Linked DNA regions of Mus musculus: all the other regions are linked to region 1. The links are chromatin contacts, called in public Hi-C and promoter capture Hi-C maps. All regions are on one chromosome and are shown on one strand. The core of a region is the stretch at or near the end of the contact, and the rest is flanking DNA. Distances in the headings are between cores, read along the strand shown.

Region 1 (2,941 bases), core at 170-2,669:
GATATCCAATGACCCTTCTGGGAGCCTCCTTTTCCTTCTGTATGCATTCTCTCTTTTTTGTTTTTTGTTTTTCCAGACAGGGTTTCTGTGTATAGCCCTGGCTGTCCTCGAACTCAGAAATCCACCTGCCTCTGCCTCCCAAGTTCTGGGATTAAAGGCATGTGCCACCACGCCCGGCTCTGTATGCATTCTCAAAGGGGAACTCCTGGCTGATATCATTAGTAGTTTGGTTGAGGAATTCCTGTATTGTTATCCTCAGTGTCAATTGACAGTCTATGAAGAATGCAAAAGGCTCTGCAAGCTCTGCCCCTTGGAAGCCTGTGTTTCCAGAGCTGTTTTCATCTAACCACAAAGTGAGGTAATAGCATTCTTATCCTAATAATAAATGGCAGTGAGCATTGCTTATATGCTTGCTACAGATACCTGATATATGATTTTATTTCTGACTCTTACTGTCTTGTTTGACCTCTGGTTTGGCATTGTTTTCTTCCTCCCGTGGTTTGTTTGTTTTCCTCTTTTGACATTAATCCTTTTAAAGAATATTTGGTATTTTTTTCATCTAGGTGTGTGTGGGTGTGTGTTCCATGTGTGTTTGCTGAGGTAAGAGGGAATTTGTTAACCATAAGGAATTAGAGCAATCCTTCTACTATGTGGCTCCAAAAGCAAAAGCCCAGAATGTTGGGCTGAGTTGCAGCCTGTTTACCCAGCAGCTAGGAAGTAACCTTTGACATGAACGTTTTTACCTATTACAAAAACCCAGTTTGGCTTTAGTTTTTTGATGCTTGGGCCAATCAGACTATGTTCATAATGACCAGAATTCTATTTGGATCTGAGAACAGTTTTTACAAACCCCAACTACTTCTTCAGCATGGGAGGTGGAAATGGAGGTTGGTGCAGTGTCATGATCCTGCTCAGCAGTTCTCTTTGTGTACATTTTAGAAATACACAAAATACTCCTCCCAGAATTGCCTATGAGGTTGATTCTGAATACTTCCATTTTGTTTTATACCAAGTGAATTATCTGAAGCATTGATCCTTGGTTTGAGATTTCATAGGTAATAGACCATGGTAATGGACCACAGTCTTACTGTGGCCTCAAACCATGAGGGATACAGTATCCATTCTGAGATGAAATCCTAACCAACACTAGCCAACCTGGCCATCCTTTGGACAAACTAAGCTTTCCCAAGTCTTCATGCAAGAGTCACAATCATCCTACTGAGTAACTTCCTACTTCTGAGAATGCTTAGGAGAAGAAAGAAGACCTAGAGATGGCTCTTAAACTCACTTTGGTCATCATTTCAGTGAAACGAGACAGATCAAAGGCAAGAAAGGGAAACAAACAGTGCACAGGACAGAGTCCAGGAGAGATGTGCCCAGGATCCATCTGTCCTCTTCCAGAGAGTCCAAAGGACAGCAATCAATTATCTGTACACATGACTGCAGAGAATTACAAACCTGGGAGACCCACTGACTACAATATCCAGAACTCAGCATCCTGTTGTGGACATGCCACACCTGTGCTACTGCTATGAATATCCAAACCCCAGGACCCCTAAAGTCACATGACCCTGACAGACCACAGTTGTTCACATGGGTGAGAGGTCATGGACAGAGGCTGAAGGGGAATGAACAGTGCCATCAGGAAGAAGGTAGGCAGAGCATCCAGGTCCTCTCCCAAGAGCAGGAGACAAGAGAGGAAACCCATTACAGCATACAGTATGTTAGATCCCTCTCCTGTCTATGCTCTTACCTCACTAGAGCTCACTTACTTCATGCAGGAAAATACAGCCTGAGTCAACCCATACTGCACTGGGGCCAGCACACAGTCATCACCTCTGCTTCTCTTTGCTAATGTCATAGATGACACAGACATGTAGAGATGAGAGGCTGAACATGTTGTCCCAGCACTGACATGCAGGTGTAAGCATCAGTCACCAGAACATACAATGAAAGGGTCCTGGAGGAAATCAGGAGGAACCCAGCAGCCTGAGTCTGTCAGTGACCTCAGCAAGTTTTCTCCCTAGTCGCCTTTCTGGCCATGATGCATGCTGGTGTCCTGACTGCCATGCAGTTCTCCTTTCAGGCCAAATTGGGACCTGAGAAAGACACTTCTCTGTCCCAAGCTATGTTGCCATTCTAGGGAACTACTCTGGACAGGGGCAAGAATCATGGACAGGAAGTGGGAGCAGGATTAGAGGCTTCAGGACAGCAATAAACATGGAGTCATCCACAGGCTCCATTGCCACAGAGGTGGTCAGTGCAGGGGAGGCATGATCAGCAAAGAGGAGGGGGACCCATGTGTAGTTCGTGCTGTGGGGCTGCATGGTGTGGTCTTAGCTCAGCCCTTGCCTCCTTTCTGCCACACTGAAGGTGCAGCATAGAGAGTCTGACTGAATTCCAATAGGACTTTTCAGCCTGTGATCTTCAGAGGTCTGGATCCAACAAGAACAGGGACTGAGCCTTTGCTAAACCTAGTGAATGGTGAGCTGGCACGTGCTGTGGCACAGCAGTGCCCAGCACACAAGCACAATCTGTTGGAAGATTCAGGAGTCATCTTTTTGTTTTCCTCAAAGCAACTCAGACTGACCACAGGCTTCTGGACTGAAGAGAAATCTGCCTTACCTATGTCCTTGTGGAAGATTTTTGCAGGAGAGATCGAACCACCAAGAACCAAAGGATGAATAAGAGACAGAGGCCAGCATGTGACAAGAACCTGGCCCAATATAGTAGCCACTCAAGATTCTCAGACCATTTCTCAGCTTCCTCAGGCGGAGTTTGAGAAATCTCAGGTTGTATGTCTTGCGACCTGACCCACTGGCTGACTACAGACCTGTACTGAAGATGGCAGTGCTCCAGCTGCACCTCCCCACTCACTCATCAAGGGGGATCTAGGTACCTTCCCAACACAGGCCCTCACTCACCCACTGGGATTCCAGAT
Region 2 (2,941 bases), core at 215-2,714, 480 kb after region 1:
CAGGATGCAAGGGGGCTCTTGTTCTGCCTTAAGGGATGGCTTTAGCCTATCATCTCTGGCCATGTATTTCTCTCAACTGTCCAGCCTCTCTGCCTCTTCTCCATTAGGCATATCCCTGCCGCCCTGACCTCTCTTGCCCACTGTTCCCACCACATGCACCTGGGCACACCGTGTTCACCCTTCGCTTAGCCACAGACCCAAGGACCAGAACTCCTGAGGTCACCTTGTTCTTGTGTCACTAGATCCTTGCCTCCTCAGTGAGCCCCGTGTCCTGTGAACACCTTGGTTCTACCCTCCCCACATACCCACACACACACACACACACACACACACACACAAACAGGCAGGCACACCTACCTGGATCAGAAGACAGAAAAGAAGCCGGTGGTTTTCAGTCAAGGAAGCTGACCTCTTGCAGACCCCACCCACTCCTCTGCACCCAGAGGCTAGCCATGTGGCCGGGCTCAGAGACCTCTCTTCTCTGGGTCCTCTCTTGAGCTTTCACTAAGCCTCCTGATCATAGTCCACTAGCTGAGGGCCCAGTTCTCCCCTGACCTGTCCCTCTCGCTGGACTGGGCTCCGGGCAGGGAGGCTCTGGCCTCTTGAGAGTGGGTGGCAGTGAATGGCTGCTCTGAGTCTCTGGAATCCTACAGAGCTATGGGCGTCAGCCAGCTGAGCTGCCCTATACGCGCAGAGCCACCTAGGGAGGGGATGGCACATAACCCATGTGTCCTTGTCTCCAAGACTGGACCCTTGAGAAGTGTCACCAGTAAGAGAGAACTGAGCTACTCCAACGGTGATGTCCCTGTTTGTCTCATGCCCTCCCACTTTCCCTCTGCAACCACCTAAGACTTTGCTGACCCCAGGGCCATCTGTGTCCATGCTCCTGCGGTTGTGCTTCATGTTGGGATTTCTGTGTATACAACTGTACCCTTCAAATCCATTCTCTGAGACCCATCCTGCTTCAGACAGATCCTCTGCTAAGTAAGACTCGGGGTATGAAGCTAGCCAGCCCCGGGCCAGACCTCAAAGAAATCCACAGACCTACCCCAGCTGTCTCTGGTGAGGCAGATCCTCAGCAGCCTGTGGCCACTGGGCTAAGAACCTTTTCCTGGGTTCCCCAGCACCAGGCTGCTCTGTCACATGATAGTATGAGAAGGACCGTGGTGGGAAGAGACGCCATTGGCTGGGTACTTACTCTGTGCCAGGGACTGAGCCAGGCTGGAGAAACTCAGAGTCTTCTGCCAAAGCCAGGCCCGTAAGCAGATGGGCACAGCATCTCAGCCACAGAGTGCAGGCCACAGACGTGCCCTAAACACTCACTCTGAGCCAGGAGCCAAGCCCAACGTTCTCTTGGCATGTCCTCGACCCATCATCTTGCCACTTCCTTTCTGCCATACCCCACAACACTGGGGGCTCTGGCCTGCTTTCCTGTGAGCTGCTCGCCTTGGCGAGTGAGCTTCTGGCCGGCCAATAGAACTTTCTGTGATAATGGAAATGTTCTATGTGTCCACTGTCCAATAAAATAGCCACCAGCCACAGGCGGCTCCCGAGCACTTACCACTATTCTATGATGACCAAGGACCTGGATTTTTTTTTTCAATTTTATTTCATTTGAATGTCCATCTACCATATTGGACAGCAAAGTCCTGAAAGACGCAGATCTTATCCTTCTCTGGGTCCCAGGGCCTAACAAGAATCACTCAGCATGTTTCTCACAGTGACTGAATGATGAACGTGTGGGCCCAGGATCCTCTTCTCTTCTCATCCCATTCTCATCCCTCTGAGCCTTAGGTTGCCATAGCTGGCTATGCCCTGGTTACCAGGCAACCTGCAAGCAATCACAGTGGAGGGGGAGGGGCGCTGTCTGAGTTCTTTCCCCTCCCTACATGTTTTGAGGCCCTGAGAAAAGAAAGAGGTGGCAAAATCAGCCTGGACACCCTGGGGAGCCGGCTCTGTAGGGCCTACACTGCCTTATTACCTCCTGGAGATCAAGCAGCTGGGTGGGGCTGAAGTCAGGGGCCCTGGGTTCTCCTTGCCTGACCACTCATTATAAGACTCCTGTCCAATAGGCCAGGAGGTGGTGGCACACACTTTTAATCCCAGCACTAGGAGGTAGAGGCCGGTATCAGTAAGTTCCAGAACAGCCAGGGCTTTACACAGAAATCCTGTCCCGGAAAAAAACAAGCAAACAAAAAAACCAAACCTAACAACAATAACAAAACCCTCCTAGTTCTCAGCTGTCTTCTCAGTTAGAGATTAGATGCCCTGAAGTGATTTCTTCCAGCCTGAAGATCTAGAATCCACCCCGCCTCCCTCCTTTCAGAGCAAGACCCGCGTCCCATCCATCTCTGTCTTTCGCCTGCTGGTCTGCCTCCTTTCCCTCCAGGGTTGACTGACCATCTCTGAGCAAACCTCTTGTCATTTTTTCTATCTGCAGCCGCTGTAGCCGAGACATTTGTACTCAGCGTCATGTATATAGGTATAGAATACAGTCCTATACATCGAGTACTTACTGAGAATAATTCAAAGGAATTGATCCATTTTGCCTGGGGATTGGTATAGTGACAGAGCTCCCGGCTGACGTGCATAAAACTCTGAGTTCAGTCCCCAGAGCCACAGAAACAACAAAACAGAATAACACCAAATAGATAACATTAATTTGAAAAAAAGAAATTTATTTTAAAATAATTCTTTGGTACACGTAAAAGTTTACCATTTGTTAAAGACAAAGGCAAATTTGCATATTAATGAGGTAGAGATGTTCGTTTGTTTTTATGAAACTAAATCTTAGCTGTTTCAGTGGGTTTTTTCCTAGAACTGATGGATATTTTGATTGTATCATTGGCAATGCTCAGACTGCCATTTTGCATAAATTAAAATAATAGCAAATGGCCTGTATTCAGAAATTGTTAGAAATGTGTTACCCTACTCCCAAGTC
Region 3 (2,941 bases), core at 331-2,830, 340 kb after region 1:
CGGCCATCACTGGAAAAAGAGGCCCATTGGACACGCAAACTTTATATGCCCCAGTACAGGGGAACGCCAGGGCCAAAAAGTGGGAATGGGTGGGTAGGGGAGTGGGGGGGAGGGTATGGGGGACTTTTGGGATAGCATTGGAAATGTAATTGAGGAAAATACGTAATAAAAAATATTAAAAAATAATAAAATAATAAAAATAAATAAATAAAATATTTGAAAGAAAAAAAAAGATGCAGAGTGCCCGCTGCCTGGCGCCTGACTTCGGCCCCCATGTCAGCAGATGCCCGCTTCCTTGTTCTTTGTAAAATTCCCCCTTGACCCCGCCCCTACTCCCCATGATGTATGCTTTTAAAACAAGGCACCTCAGCCTAATAAACGAGACCTTGTTAGGTACCATCTTCTTGGTCTCCTGCCTCTCCTTCCCTTCCTCCAATTTCCTTCCAGGCTTGCGGAACCCCTCGCACCCACGGGAGGGGATAATGCTCCAGCCTCCCTTCTGGCACATCGAAGGAGCAACAGAGAGAGCCTGCCTAGATTCCACAGTGACTTCCAAGCCTATGATCTTTAGAGGTCTGGAGCCCAACAAGGACAGAGACTGAGCCTCTGCTGACCCTAGTGAATGATGAGCTATGTGTGGGTGTACAGCAGTGACCAGCACACAGTAGCCATTTGTTTGAAGGCTCAGGAGTCATCATTCTTTTTTCCTCTTGGCTGCTCACCCTGGCCACAGACCTCTGGCATGAGGAAGAAAACTACCTTACGTATCTCCAGATGGAAGACTCTTGCCAGGTGAGATTGACCCACCACGAAACAAAGGGTGGATAAGAGACAGAGGCCAGCATGTGACACGTCCATGGACCAAATTAGTGCCCCCCCCCCAAGGTTCTCAGACCACTTCTCCACTTCTTCATACTGGGTCTGATAACTTCTGTGTTGTGTATCTTGCTGCCTGATTAATTGGATGATGACAGACCTATACTGAAGATGGCAGTGCTCCGGTTGTGCTACCCCACTGGACCTCACTTACCAGCAGAGCCTTTAGCTGCCTTCCCACCACTACCTTTCACTTCCCCATAGCAAGTCTAGGTAACCTCCCACTACTGGCCCTCACTCGCCCACAGGGATTTCAGCTGCCATTCCCGACTGCCCTGCTTTTGCCCATTGGGGCTCCAGCCTCATCTGGAAACAGCCTCCCACTGCTCACACACACAGAAGTGATTGACATGATGCCAGTCAACCCTCATGTCTGCCAGGAAAGTGCTCCATGAAGATCTAGGAGGTCTCATTCCTCTCTGAGGCAATGTCCTCAAGCCCTCTAAGATTTGCATGAGTAGCAAACCCGATGAATTTCCTGCACACAATGATCAGAACATTCGTCCTGAAGCAGGAGTCCACGAGATATCTGCCTACCATGTTCAGCCCAGCAGAATCAGAATGCTAAACTCCTGAAAGGAACTGAACATCACTAGCTCCTCCCTACAGGTGGACAAACAAAACACAGTGTTGGGGCAGGACACAGAGGACAAAGGGCAACCCTGGCACTCCTTTATAAGGCAGCAGGATCCAAGCTTGGGCCAGTCTGATTCTAGGTGTTACATTGAGTGTTGTTCATTGGTCTCTGGAAAGCCTGGGCAGAAGTGGGGTAGCCATGGAGCTGCTGACTGGGGCTGGCCTGTGGTCTGTGGCCATATTCACCGTTATCTTCATATTACTGGTGGACCTGATGCACCGGCACCAGCGCTGGACTTCTCGCTACCCACCGGGCCCTGTGCCATGGCCTGTGCTGGGTAACCTGCTGCAGGTGGACCTGGATAACATGCCATACAGCTTGTACAAGGTGAGTGACTCAGCAATGGATGGTATGTGAGGTTATAGTGTCCATAGTGGCACATAGTAGGGTTTGAGCCACAGTTTAGTGGCTAGATCTAGATCCCCAAGAGGGAATAGGCTTAGACATGTTTTTGTGGCAGCCACTGGGAATTTGTAGGGCAAAGGATTGGGGGAATAAAATCCAAGGGTGAAGCAAGGTATGAAAGGAATGTTCAGCCTAGTTGGACAGGACAGGAACTGTAGAGGTCCCAAGTACTTTATGTTCCTGTCAATGATGAGGTCTTGATATGCTGTGAAGTCTACCACTCCATGTCAGTCGTGACACTGAGTGGAGAGAGGGACTGTGGCTGCGTGAATCTCTTGCTTCTGTGTGCTCTCTGGACTCACTGCTCATCAAGAGGAACCAGAGTTTTTTTCACGTATATTGACATACTAAAAGAACCCAAGATAGGTTTCTGGGTCTGGCCAGGGAACTGCTGGGGTGTGACATCTACTATGACACCTTTGCTAAACTTAAAAGATAAGACACCACATTAGTAGGCCTCCTCACGCATGGGATGGAGCTCAATGAAGAGCATTTTCCCAGGATATATGAGCAAGGTTCAATAACAAGCAAGATACACACAAATAGATATGTACACATGCAAATACAGAGACAGAGAGATACATGGAGTCACATACACATATGCACACATACTTAAATTCACATACACAAACATGCATATGTAAACATACACAAATGTGCACTCACACACAAAGAAACTGCCTGGCACCCTCTCACTTTGACATTGTTGTGCAGTGAAACTGGTTCTATTATCTGTGGGCACCTCTACTTCCTATGTGCTTTGTCCCTCTACGTCAGCTTCAAAACCGCTATGGTGACGTGTTCAGCCTGCAGATGGGCTGGAAGCCTATGGTTGTGATCAATGGACTGAAGGCAATGAAGGAAGTGCTGTTGACCTGTGGAGAGGACACTGCTGACCGCCCTCAAGTGCCCATCTTTGAGTACCTGGGTGTGAAGCCTGGATCCCAAGGTAAAGGGCTGTGTGGACGGTGGATTTGGGTTCAGACGTGTGGGAATAAGCTGAGGAAGCACAGGTTATGAATG

The links. Promoter capture Hi-C pulls out the DNA fragments that hold promoters and counts their contacts. Hi-C and Micro-C count contacts between places; a contact is called where the count stands out from the background.
Region 2: a promoter capture Hi-C map of liver shows a contact between it and region 1, with 3 times the contacts expected there. The contact joins the promoter of Septin3 here to the enhancer-like site in region 1. A contact is called at or near these places in 5 of 39 promoter capture datasets (the C10 cell line, the HPC-7 cell line, embryonic stem cells and 1 more) and 1 of 115 datasets of contacts at active chromatin or transcription factors (embryonic stem cells).
Region 3: a contact with region 1 is called in a Hi-C map of liver, with 5 times the contacts expected there. The contact joins the promoter of Cyp2d10 here to the enhancer-like site in region 1. A contact is called at or near these places in 1 of 39 promoter capture datasets (hippocampal neurons), 1 of 484 Hi-C or Micro-C datasets (liver) and 1 of 9 other capture datasets (liver).

What each region holds. Positions count from the first base shown.
Region 1 is chr15:82,746,144-82,749,084 of GRCm38.p6, reverse strand. No RefSeq gene overlaps it. Among named protein-coding and RNA genes, the nearest start is that of Cyp2d40, 17 kb to the left of the region's middle. Within about 2 kb of position 1,419, at least 3 of the 459 cell types and tissues checked have an H3K27ac peak or open chromatin away from gene starts, as enhancers often do. A contact at or near this core is called in liver, where this site is marked.
Region 2 is chr15:82,267,325-82,270,265 of GRCm38.p6, reverse strand. Septin3 (septin 3) reads right to left here and starts at 1,464. Exons shown (of 12, transcript NM_001368785.1): 1 at 1,199-1,464. All of the region lies in intron 2 of Gm52180 (a long non-coding RNA gene), which reads left to right.
Region 3 is chr15:82,405,833-82,408,773 of GRCm38.p6, reverse strand. Cyp2d10 (cytochrome P450, family 2, subfamily d, polypeptide 10) reads left to right here and starts at 1,580. Exons shown (of 9, transcript NM_010005.3): 1 at 1,580-1,840; 2 at 2,696-2,867. The coding sequence starts at 1,652.